Linked DNA regions of Mus musculus: region 2 is linked to region 1. Evidence: chromatin contacts called from public promoter capture Hi-C data. All regions are on one chromosome and are shown on one strand. The core of a region is the stretch at or near the end of the contact, and the rest is flanking DNA. Distances in the headings are between cores, read along the strand shown. Region 1 holds the start of Hspb8 (heat shock protein 8). Region 2 has its middle 14 kb from the start of Gm30028.

Region 1 (5,607 bases), core at 1,128-3,627:
CAGGTCTCTTTCAAAGAGTGTCTATCATTTATTATTACTAGAACATTCCCTTGTGCCCATACTATGACCACCAAGAACAAACTAACTGTTAGTACCCTGGGCACCATCTGTGCATTTACCATGTAGATAAAGATACCTTGGGGGCTACCACCATCCTTCCTGAGGTCCCATGGGGACCCCAGGAGGCCCAGAAAAAGAGTAAGGTCGCTGAAGAAATAATTAGCCTTCCTGTTGGTTAGCTAGTGGCAGAACCAGTGTTGGCTCGCCAGCCAGCCAGCCAGCCAGTGCTGGGAGCCCACACCCACATCAGCACGCCCCCTGAGCTAAGTGCCTGCTTGCCCCACCACACCCACACTCAGAGCGTTTGATGTTTACAATTCTACTCCAAGCGGCTTTAGAACACAGCCTCGCTCACTGCAGGGGCTTGTCCCTGACCAGCCAGTGCTTACAGCGGGGCTGTTATTGATTTTTCTGGCTGACAAGCCTCTGCCAAGAACAAGCTCTTTTTAATGGCCTGTTAATTGGGAGGGAGGCAGAGGAAAGCTTTGCCTAGGCCCAGCTTACCAGGGGCCAAGCTTCCTGTCCCCTCGGTCTTTTTTCCCCTGTGTATGTGTTCTTTCTCCCAGAGTGCAATGGGGTAAGGAAAGCCCTGGGCCTAGTGCTGCTGGGACCAGGCCTAGGCTCTGCTCTGGCCTTTCTGCTGACTCACTGTATGTCCTGGAACTAGGCCTCCTCAGCTGCAAGAAGGGGAGTAGACAGCCATGGGGTGAAGGGCCAGAGGAAATATATATATACATATATATATATATATATATATATATATATATATATATATATATATATATGTATGTATATATATATATATATTACATATATATTACACACACATATATATTACATATAACACACACACACACACACACACACACACACACATATATATATATATATATATATATATATATATCCTTCCTGGGTTTGAACCCTTTGCTACCTTGAACAAATACAAATTATGCTAATCCTCTATGTTCCTCCGTTTCCTAAAGTACAAAAGGGAGATGTGGACACACAAACCCTGTCCTCTGGTTGTATGGTTGTACTAACACAAGTGCTATGTGATGCTGAAGTCGTGGTTCAGCATATCGCCTGGCAGACAGCTCTTCGCCGAGGATAGGAGCCATACTGCAGACATTACCATCCAACTTTAGTCTCCTTGTCTAGTGATCGCACGGCGAGTCAGTGTGCTAACCCCTCTCCCCATGTCTCCAGAAGTCCTAGGTGCATCCATTTATTCTTTATATTAAATTATCTATTTCAAAATGTCTAGCCTGGCTTCTGCCAGCTCTCGGGTGGGGCACAGGGTCCTGAGGACCCCAGCTACTACGTCATATCCAAACTCATTCTGTTGCCCACTGAGAAACACTTGTCTCTGAAGGTAACATTGTGGGTTGCATTCTTGAGCCCTGAGATCACCTGTGCCATGTGGTCTGTCACAGGTCCCTTCTACTGAAGTTCTTTCTGGGCTGAACCTGTGATGGCGCACATGCGAGCACACAACACACACACACACTCACTCATACACACACACTCACACACACAAGCAGGACCCTGCCCGCCCCGACTCACCTGAAACTTCCACGTATCCATCCTTGGTCTTTACCATCAGCTCTTCCGGCTTGAAGCTGTGCACGTTGACACACACTTTCCAAGGCTCCCCAGGGAAGGGTGGGGGACTCCTGCCCTCAGCGGGCACTCCAAACCTAGCTGTGGCTGGAGGCCCTCGGGGTACCATGCCAGACCTTAGGGTTCCAGGCCAGGCAGAGGAGAGCCGAGGCAAAGCCCACTCTGGCCAAGGGGCTGTCAAGTCGTCTGGAAAAGGGTCCATGCCAAAGCCATCGTCCAGAAGGCGGGAGGAGAGCGGTGAGTCCCGAAAGGGGTCTCGGCGCAGGCGGCTTGGGTAGGAGCACGGGAAAGGCAATTGCCCGTCAGCCATGATGTTGGTCGAACTTAGAGGGGGAAACAGAGGCTCAGAGAGACAGAGCCACCTACCCAAAGGTCACACAGCAAGGTGATGTGGCTTGAGATGGCTTTCAGAATTTAGTTCTCCACTTCAGAAAATGCTGATCTTCCTTCAGCCACGAGCCCAACCATCCGCTGGCTGCCCAGAATTGAGCTGGGGTCCTGGCTTACAAAGGTGACCCCCTCCCTAAGCGGGCCCAGCAGAATCCCAGAGGGCCTCTCTCTCTCGCTTGGCTATCAGTAAGCCACCGGCTGCCTTCCTCCCAGGCTGCCCCGGCTCCCAGCCAAAGCCTGCTGAGGTCTTGAGCACAGCCAGGAGTTTAATAAAGCTCGGGGACTCGCGAGCCTAGAAACTTCTCCTGGCTTCTGGGCTGGGAGCCTTCTATTTATTTGCTGCTGGGGGCTGGGGGCGGGTTTTGCAAGCGCCTCCTGTCACAGGAGTATTCAAAGGTGATGAACCAGTCCCTGAGAATCCGCTGAGAGAACAACTGGGCTCTGGGAGCGGGTGGGGAGCTGGGAGGGGCCGTGGCGTCCGGGTCCAGCCAGCCTCTCAGGCACTCTCTCCTCCTCCTCCTGCTCCGCTCCGCCCCCGCCCTCCCTCTGCCTCCAGCAGCGTCCACTCCATCCACCCGTGCCCCGCAGGGCACTAAAGCCAGACTATTAATAACCCTCCGCCTGGCTGAGGGCTCAGGTCACACTCTGGAAATACCATCTTCAGTGCATGTTCTGTCTTGCCTCCTACTCTAGGGACTCGCAGAAGAGAGACAGCCCCTCATTGGATCAAGAAGTACAAGGAATCCCCACTTACAGTATGGCCCAAGTCTTACAGCCTCAGACTTCTGAGAACGAAATTTTAAAAAACGGCAGTTTAAGTTATGAAAAGAGGGACGTTGTCAGTCAGAGTCTATTGGGATAGGTAGGTCTTGGGGTGAGAAAACAGATCGGGTTCAACTCCCAGCACAGCCTGAGCCACTGAGGATTTACAGCCTGGAGGCAGAATGGGGGCCAATGGATGGGAAATGACCAGGGGGGAATCCAGGGACCAGAGGGAATTCTGGATAAACTGATCTAACTGGAGTCCTCTATATCTACAGACTGGGGTGGCCAGCTCTCGCTTTGAAAACCACTGATCAAGCATGGGAAGAGGTGATCAGGGGGTGATGGAATTATAGGGATTGTGTCTAAACTGACTTGTTCTTGTTAAAACTGGGTGAAGAGAATGCACCCCTGGGCCTCCAAGGAGGAGTCTGCCTGCAGTTTGGTCAAGGGAAGAGTTTCTATCAGAGGCAATATAACTCCAAGGCATGTCTGAGCTGCCTGTTTTCCACCTGTGGAATGGGGCAGGAGAGGAACCTGCTCTGGGACGTGTCGTCAGGAATGCGTGACATCATAGACTTCGGAGAGGAGTCTGTGCTTTTAAGTTTTCAACTTTCAACTTATCGGTTGCATAATGTTTGCTCATAAGTGCTTCATAAACAGGTGGTGGAACCCTCCTCTTCCGCGCACTGAGAGCTACAAGCTCCAGGACTGTATGACTGTCCCATTCGGCAGGAGAGTTAATGGTCATAAGTCATCAGAAAACTTTTTTTTTTTTCATTGACTGCCTTATACATTCTGGAAAGAATTTCAGCACAGAGCTAGCTGCACCTCTAATCCTCCTCCTTCTGTAAAATCATTTGTCGCCATGGGTTCATAAATAAAAACATGACACAGTGGGGTGAAGCTTGAACATCTGCCTAGTCCCAAATGCTATCCATTTCAGCGAACCCCTGTACACAGAACAGCCGTGCCCTGGAACCCCCTTTATGAACCCTGTACATACATAGAACCACTCCACACACACACCAAATCTGTGATGGGATGCAAACTAGGAAAAAAAAATATGTTTCTAATATCTTTCATGACTTATGTGTCCTTTGCCTACATTCTATCCTTCCTCATTACCTAATATGTCCCTCTCGTTATTCTTTTAAATGTTACTATGTTGTCCTACTATGCTATTCCTCACAGAGGAAATCCTAATCTGTAGTGTGCACGCATGTGTGTGTGTGTATAAGTGGGTTTATGTAAGCAGATAAAGAGACTTTTTTATTTCCTTATTCTTTACTCTCAAATAACATCTCAGTAGTCTACCTAGACTGGCCTTGACCTCACTCTCAGCTTAGGCTGGCCTTGAACTTGTAAGTTTCCTGCTTCAGCCTCCTGTGCAGGCTGGACTACAGACCAGCACCATGCTGGGGTTATATCTTTATTTCAAATAATAACAAGTATCTAGATGCACTGGTCTCCAGGTGGGATATTTTGAAAGCCCAGATCCAGGGAGAACCATTTCTAGAAACCTCTGCTCCTCCATCCTGCTAGGAAAATGAATTTAGGAATCTTTTAACCTACAGGTGTCTTGGGTTTGAGGTTCCAATCTTCAACAGCTGGGAGCTTGGGACTTGTCATTTTCCCTTTGAGAGTCTTGGGGTCCCAGCTCTGTTTTCTTTATGGGGTGAGCATGTTGGGGAATTTGAATCCCAGGTTGAGAAGACATTTTGGTAGAAAGCCGTCCTCTTACGAGGTGCTTTACTCAAAATAAGGATACTGAGAAGAATCACTCACAGTGGTGAGCCACTGCAGTAATGGTGGGAAATGTTCACAACCATCTTTGATACCGTCAACCCATTTTTCAGATGAGGAAATAGAGGAGAGCCAGCCCATGCACACAGATGTCCTGTGCCAGAAACTGTGTGGGAGAGCTGATTGGTTTGAATCTTAGATCTGTACTGAGTGAGTTGGCTGAGACCCCTGGCTTTTGCTCCAGTGGAGAGAGGGTCCCCCTGTCCTGACTTGATGTGTCCCCCCAAGTACCTGGGTGGCCTCAGTGCGATGCAGGATGAGCTCATTGCGCCAGAAGACTTAAGCTGACGTCATGGCTGGGCACAGACCGCAGCTGGGAGGGGCTGAGTGAGCCTGCAGCTAATTATGAGGAGAGTCACCCTGTATGATGAACAGGGAGAAATCTGGCCCTGCCTGGGTCCAGGCGGGGGCTGGAGAGAGGCTCTTCAGTGCCTGGGCTGGGCTGGGCTGGGCTGGGGGCCGTGAGGTCCCAGCTGAGTGCATGTGGATTTGGGTGGGCATTGCAGTGTGTGTTTATGTGCCGCTGAGCTGTATTGATTTATGAGTGAGTCTGTTTGGAGGACGTGTTCTAAAAGGTTTTCTTCTTCCTTCCCAGGCCTCTTTGCACATCTTCATTGAGAATTTCTAGAGGCCCTTCTGCCTGGAACCAAGAAGGGAGAAAGCTTGACAGCACTGAATTGAGCATCTTTTGTGGCCTGTGCTTCTCCCCACCCAGCACCCCCTCCCCCTTGCCCTTGTCTCTCATGTAGCACAGGCAAACCTTGAGCTCCTTATACAACAGACGGTGACCTTGAACTCCCACTTGCCCTTGTCTCTCATGTAGCACAGGCAAACCTTGAGCTCCTTATACAACAGACGGTGACCTTGAACTCCCGACTCTTCTTACCTCAGCCTCTTTTTTTGGGGGGGGGGGTGTTAGGTTTTTTTCAAAACAGGGTTTCTCTGTGTAGCCCTGACTGTCCTGGA
Region 2 (5,607 bases), core at 1,770-4,269, 610 kb after region 1:
TTGCAACCATTGATGGCACTTCCTGTAACAAGGCCACACCTCCTAGTCCTTCCCAAATAATTCTACCAACTAGAGACCAAATACTTAAACATATAAGCCTATGGGGAACATTCTCACTCAAGCCAACATACCATGTCTCAGAAAACAATGTGGAAAGCAGCTAAGGAATGACAGCTAAGGCTATCCTCTGGCCTCCATACACACAAACACACACAGGCATGCATATGCACACATACATGTTCAAGACACACAGAGAAGGGGGTTAGTTGGGAAAGGATGGAAACCAGAGAAAGTGGAAGAGGCACCAGAGGGTAATTAGGAGCTAATGTAATCAAAATCAAATGCATTATACCCAGGTAGGATGATGATGTAATGAAATTCGTTATTATGCATAATTAGCATATGCTAATGAGAACTTGGGGAACATCTTCTGGAAGCCTCTCTCACAAAGGCACTCCTGGTGAATGCTCATTTCACATAAAAACCTTGTAAGCAAAGGCAGGAACTTAAGCCTTACACAAGTTTTAAATTGGTGAGAAGTGAGACTCCCCGCTAACTGCCGTCCAGTTCCTGCCACAGAGACAGAAGTCATTGTGAGGGAATGCACAGTGCCTCAGAGGCTGTCTGTATTGGCTTTCCAACAGTCCAAGCCACAAAGAAATCAAAGTGTGATTGGGTCCACTTAAAGCCAACACAACTCAAACACCAAGTCAATACAGAAAGCAAAACTTTATTGTAATTAAGACACTCGAGATCAATCGAGGACACAGAAGAGACTCCAAAGCTGAACTGTGACCCCAAGCCAGAATGTTCCAGAGTTCTTATGCCTGAAAACCACAAATATCTGTGCCAAGTTACAGTTACATTTTTCAGGGATAGGTAGCTTTCCAGGGGATGTTTTCTTCTGCGGTACATGGCATCCATAATCAGGAAGTAGAGAGTGGAGAATCAGGCTGCTACTCTGCTCTAAATTTCTCTTCCTGGGGAATGGTGCCACCCAAAGTGGGCAGATCTTCCCATTCTCAATGGTTGGTTTACTCAATTGTCTTGGAGCAACTTACACAACATTCATGTCTGAACTTGCCAACCAGGATGAAAGTCATCCAGGGAGGTCTTGAGAACTGAAACTTCATTTGTTCCTCTATTCAAAATGGAAGTTTGAGTAAAAATGCCTTCAGTTTGGTTCCTTCTTACAATGGGAGAAGAAAATGGAAAGGGGCAGAGGAAGTTACTCTGCAGAGAGGTGTAACTTTAATTTTTTTTCAAATCCTATTCTTATGAAGGTTCTTAAACACTTTAATCTCCCTTGTAGCTCACCACCCACCAGAGGTAGTAGGAAAGGAAGTTTGGGGTGGGGGGGGGGGGGAAGTGGACCTGTTTAGAATGATTCTTTAGAGCAACTCCTGTCTGTGTTTTCTGGAAATCAGTAGTTCAGTTCACAGGTCAGCAGCTTGATCCACTCACAAACACCTCATGGATACACCAGCAGTCCAGTTCGGTAGAGTCAGGTCCGCAATAGCAGTGACATGGCCTAGCAGAGACAGCCAGGCCTCAGCCTAGGCTTGAGTCAGCAGGAGGGACCAGAAGGAACACCAGGAGAAGTGCTTGGCTGTGCCTCTCTCAGGGAAGCTAAGATCAGCGAAGCCATGAGACCTGTAAGCACTGCACAGCTAGTTGTACCAACAAGCCAAGCTCCGTCTCCATCACTCCATCAAGTTCTATGTATACCCTCCAGACATCACGTGTCCTCCATGTGCTTTGCCTCAACACAGATCTTGCCTCAGCGTGTGCTTCCAATCAGCCCCAGTCCATGGAGCCCCAACAAATGGAGTTCAACTACACAGTCTATGGAAGACCAAGACATGGGTGTTGTCAGGAAAGAATCCTTCATCACACGTCCTTTCACATGCTTGCATAAGCAGAACATCTTCTCTCCTTGTGTCTGCTTCAGTGAAACATTCCTTCATGAGTCTGCCTTAGCCTTTCAGCCGTATCCACCTCAGGAAAACACTCCTTCACATCACGTTTGCCCCAGGAAAATACCATCCAGTACAACTGACTCTCCAAAAAAAACCCTTAAGTTTCCACTTCAGAGAGCATCGTGGGAAGTATAGAGATCACCAAAAAAAAAAAAAAAAAAAAAAAAAAAAAAAAAAGGCTGCCTTACCATAATCCAATCCCATGATGCTCTGGGGTCTATGAGAGTTTGCTGTTAAACACAGCCACGTGACTTTATTTCTATTCAGGAATCAGAAGAGTCCTGAGGAAGAGACCCACTGAGCCCACCGAATACCCTCTCTCAAAGGCAGAATGAGTACGAGAAGGGCTGACTGGCTGCTCTCTCTCCTTCAGCCCTTGCCACTCAGGAACTCACATTCCATCTTCTCCTTGGAAGAAACTGAGCAGAACCACACACACACACACACACACACACACACAAGTCTGGATGGAACTCACAGGGCTTCGAAACTGAGGAATCTAAACAGAAGAACTATTCTAGACTTTGCATAGTGTTTGAAAGTTCTTTAGGTGGTGGTTATAAATAGCTACTGACCTGCTAAACTGACATCAATGCTTCGGTGCTTTGAAAGAGTGAAGAAGGGAGAGGCTATTTTAAGCGGCAGAAACTTTCATGACCACCTATCTCTTCTGTGCCTGTGATGATGCAACTTTGATCGTCTGCCTCTGTCAGCCTGGTTTGAGCCATCAGAAGCCCACTACTAAACACCCTGTTCCTATTACTTCTTCATTTGATATTTTAATTGAACGAGCACCGTCATTTCCCGGCCAACAGTCCCCATCTGCCGCTTCTCCATTTTTTTTCTTTTCCATGGGAGCGCCTGAGGCAACACCCCTTCCTGGAACCAGATCTGCTCTCCCTGGCTTCCTCTGAAAATCTACTCTGTTTCCTGAAGCTAAAGCCATCCGCCTGCTGGAAGCAAATCTGTCCTAGCGGTGTCCCTCTGGAGGCCACCATCTGGGTTCTGAGCTACCCTGATGGAGGGGGAGTTGGCAGTGCAGCGAGTCTGCCTCTGTGGGCTCCAAGCCAGCCTTTGCACACCGTGGCCTTTGGAAGGGGCCCCTTCGAGTTGAACAACTGCCAGTGCAGCATCCAGTCAAATAATGGCTTGGTTAAACAAATGGGCCCCATCTTGCAGATGGTAGAAGAAACCAGGACACCGTGAGGCAAACAGGGAGAGAACTAGAAAGATGGCTCAGAGGTTAGGAACACTTCCTGCTCTTGGGAAGGGACCATGGTTCAGCTCTCAACACCTACATCGTGTTCATACATGCAAGTAGGCAAAACAGTTATACACACCAAATTCAAGTAAATAGATTTTTTTAAAAAACAACTCAACTCTGTTTTTTGTTTTGTTTTGTTTTGTTTTGTTTTGAAGACAGGGTTTCTCTGTATAGCCTTGGCTGTCCTGGAACTCACTCTGTAGACCAGGCTGGCCTCGAACTCAGAAATCTGCCTGCCTCTGCCTCCCAAGTGTTGGGATTAAAGGCGTGCACCACCACTGCCGGGCAACAACTCAACTCTTGTAGGTTCCAAAAACAGAAGGATAGTTATGGCCTGAGTCATAGCCTTTCCCCAGATGTATAGGTTATGAATTCAGAATAGATACAGAGCAAACACGTTCGTACTCTGTGCCAGAGTCGACAGAGACAGAGATGGTACATCCCAGACCAGCCTCATCTTAAACTATTCTCTCTGTGTAACTTATTTCCATCCTGCTGCACAAAATGTCTGCCCAAGGTAATTTAAGGAAGGAAGGGCTTATTCGGACTCACTGTTCAGAGCCCGCCATGGTGGGGAGAGCATGATAGCAATGGCTTCCAGACAGCTGGTTACATGTATTTATGTACATGTGAGTGTGTATGTGTGCATGAATATATGTGTGGTATGTGTGTGAAAGAGAGTGTATGCATTGTGTGTAGTGTGTATGTATGGTGTGTGTGTGTGTGTGTGTGTGTGTGTGTGTGTGTATGTGTGTGTGAGAGAGAGAGAGAGAGAGAGAGAATATGTGTGGTGTATGTTTGTGTGTGGTGTGTATATGAGAGAATGTATGTGTTATATGTGTAGAGTGTATGTGTGCATGGGAGTATTTGTGTGGTATGTGTGTATTTGCATGTATGTGGGTATAAATGTGGTATGGTGTGTGTGTCTGTGTGTGTGGTGGGTATTTGCATACAAAGCTATACACATTCCACGGTGCATTTGTGAAGACCAGAGGACAACTCTTTATGTGTCAGTTCTTTCCTCCTATCTTACTTTGAGGCAGAGTCTCTCTTGACTCTGTCCCTATGGTACGTTCATGAGCTTCTAGCCAGTCCTTCTATCTCTTCTCCCATCTTGGCTGGGGTGACATATGCAAGCCACCAAGCTGAGTTCTAAGAATGGAAGTCTGGTCTTCAGTGTTTTTTGCTTGCTAAGCCATCTTTCCCAGCCCTCATGGTGCTAAATTAAAAGTTCCTAGACACACCAAGATGAGCAAAAAGAAGCGAGTCCAAAGTAGTTCATGGTGTTTTCTTTTACCCAAAATACCGCCATTTTGTTCTATCCTGTGAACGGGAGGCCTAGGAGAGCAGCGGATGCCTGACTGGCACCATTTATTACAGCAGGCATTGACAGATGTGTTCTTCTGCACAAAGCCAACTGGTAGACACCAGCTCTGCTCCAGGAATCATGCTCATCAGAGACACTCCAACATAACAGACAGGACCCCCCTCCATCCCTGGGCAAGGAATAAGACATATTTAAAACTCAGAACTTAATGTCACTCCTCTTTCAGGAGGAATGATGTTGGAAAAAACCCAAATATTAGTCAACTGATGGGTATACAGGTCAGATGGAATATTAGTCAGCTCTCAAAAAGAATAAAGTACTTATTTGTGATCAGTATGAATAGACTATGCTAAAAGAAATAATCCAGCAATGAAAGGCTATACATTTCCTCCGTTCTGTTCTCATAAAATGTCAAGAAGTGTCAAGCCCTGATACAGAAAGCAAATTTATGGAGTGTGAAGTAGGTGTAGTTGAGAATAAGTATGTGGTCTCTTTGGTTGACAAAATGTCCTAGACATAGATTTTCATGTTGGTCACACAACTCTGTGACTACGGAGTTGAAAAATTGAAGGACTGTGGTCTCCGAGAGACGATAGACCCTGTCCTCTCCAAGCTGCTTCTGATCAGGGTGTTTATCTCAGCAACAGAACGCTAGCTAAGACAGTCACCATGCCCACAGAAGCCATCTCTTGCCCTCAGAAGGTCCTGGGGGATGCACACAAGGGGTATCACCCACACTTGAGAAGACAGGAGGAAGAGGAAGTCTAGACAGACCTTAGAAATGGACTCAGAGCTGTCTGTGCCATCTAGCAAGGGCAAGCGGTTGAGTAGCTAGCTAACGGGCCACACTGCTCATTGCAAGTCAGAATTAGAAGACCTTCTGGGTTTTCATTCACACTGGGTCCAAAAGAAACCCCCTTTCTAATCCACTCTGCCTGTTGGAGACAAAGCGTCTTCCCTACAGACACAATGCATTCGCACAGAGCATTGGCAGGTGTTCTTTACTGAGCACCTCATCTGCAGCCAGTTTTGGACAG

What was found. Promoter capture Hi-C pulls out the DNA fragments that hold promoters and counts their contacts.
Region 2: a promoter capture Hi-C map of hippocampal neurons shows a contact between it and region 1, with 3 times the contacts expected there. The contact joins the enhancer-like site here to the promoter of Hspb8 in region 1. A contact is called at or near these places in 1 of 39 promoter capture datasets (hippocampal neurons) and 4 of 115 datasets of contacts at active chromatin or transcription factors (VIP interneurons, astrocytes, embryonic basal ganglia and 1 more).

Annotation. Positions count from the first base shown.
Region 1 is chr5:116,420,487-116,426,093 of GRCm38.p6, forward strand. Hspb8 (heat shock protein 8) reads right to left here and starts at 2,378. Exons shown (of 3, transcript NM_030704.3): 1 at 1,627-2,378. The coding sequence starts at 1,993. It overlaps Gm42009 (a long non-coding RNA gene), which reads left to right and starts at 2,507. Exons shown (of 2, transcript XR_878709.3): 1 at 2,507-2,935; 2 at 5,237-5,514.
Region 2 is chr5:117,029,377-117,034,983 of GRCm38.p6, forward strand. No RefSeq gene overlaps it. Among named protein-coding and RNA genes, the nearest start is that of Gm30028, 14 kb to the left of the region's middle. Within about 2 kb of position 3,020, at least 13 of the 459 cell types and tissues checked have an H3K27ac peak or open chromatin away from gene starts, as enhancers often do. A contact at or near this core is called in VIP interneurons and hippocampal neurons, where this site is marked.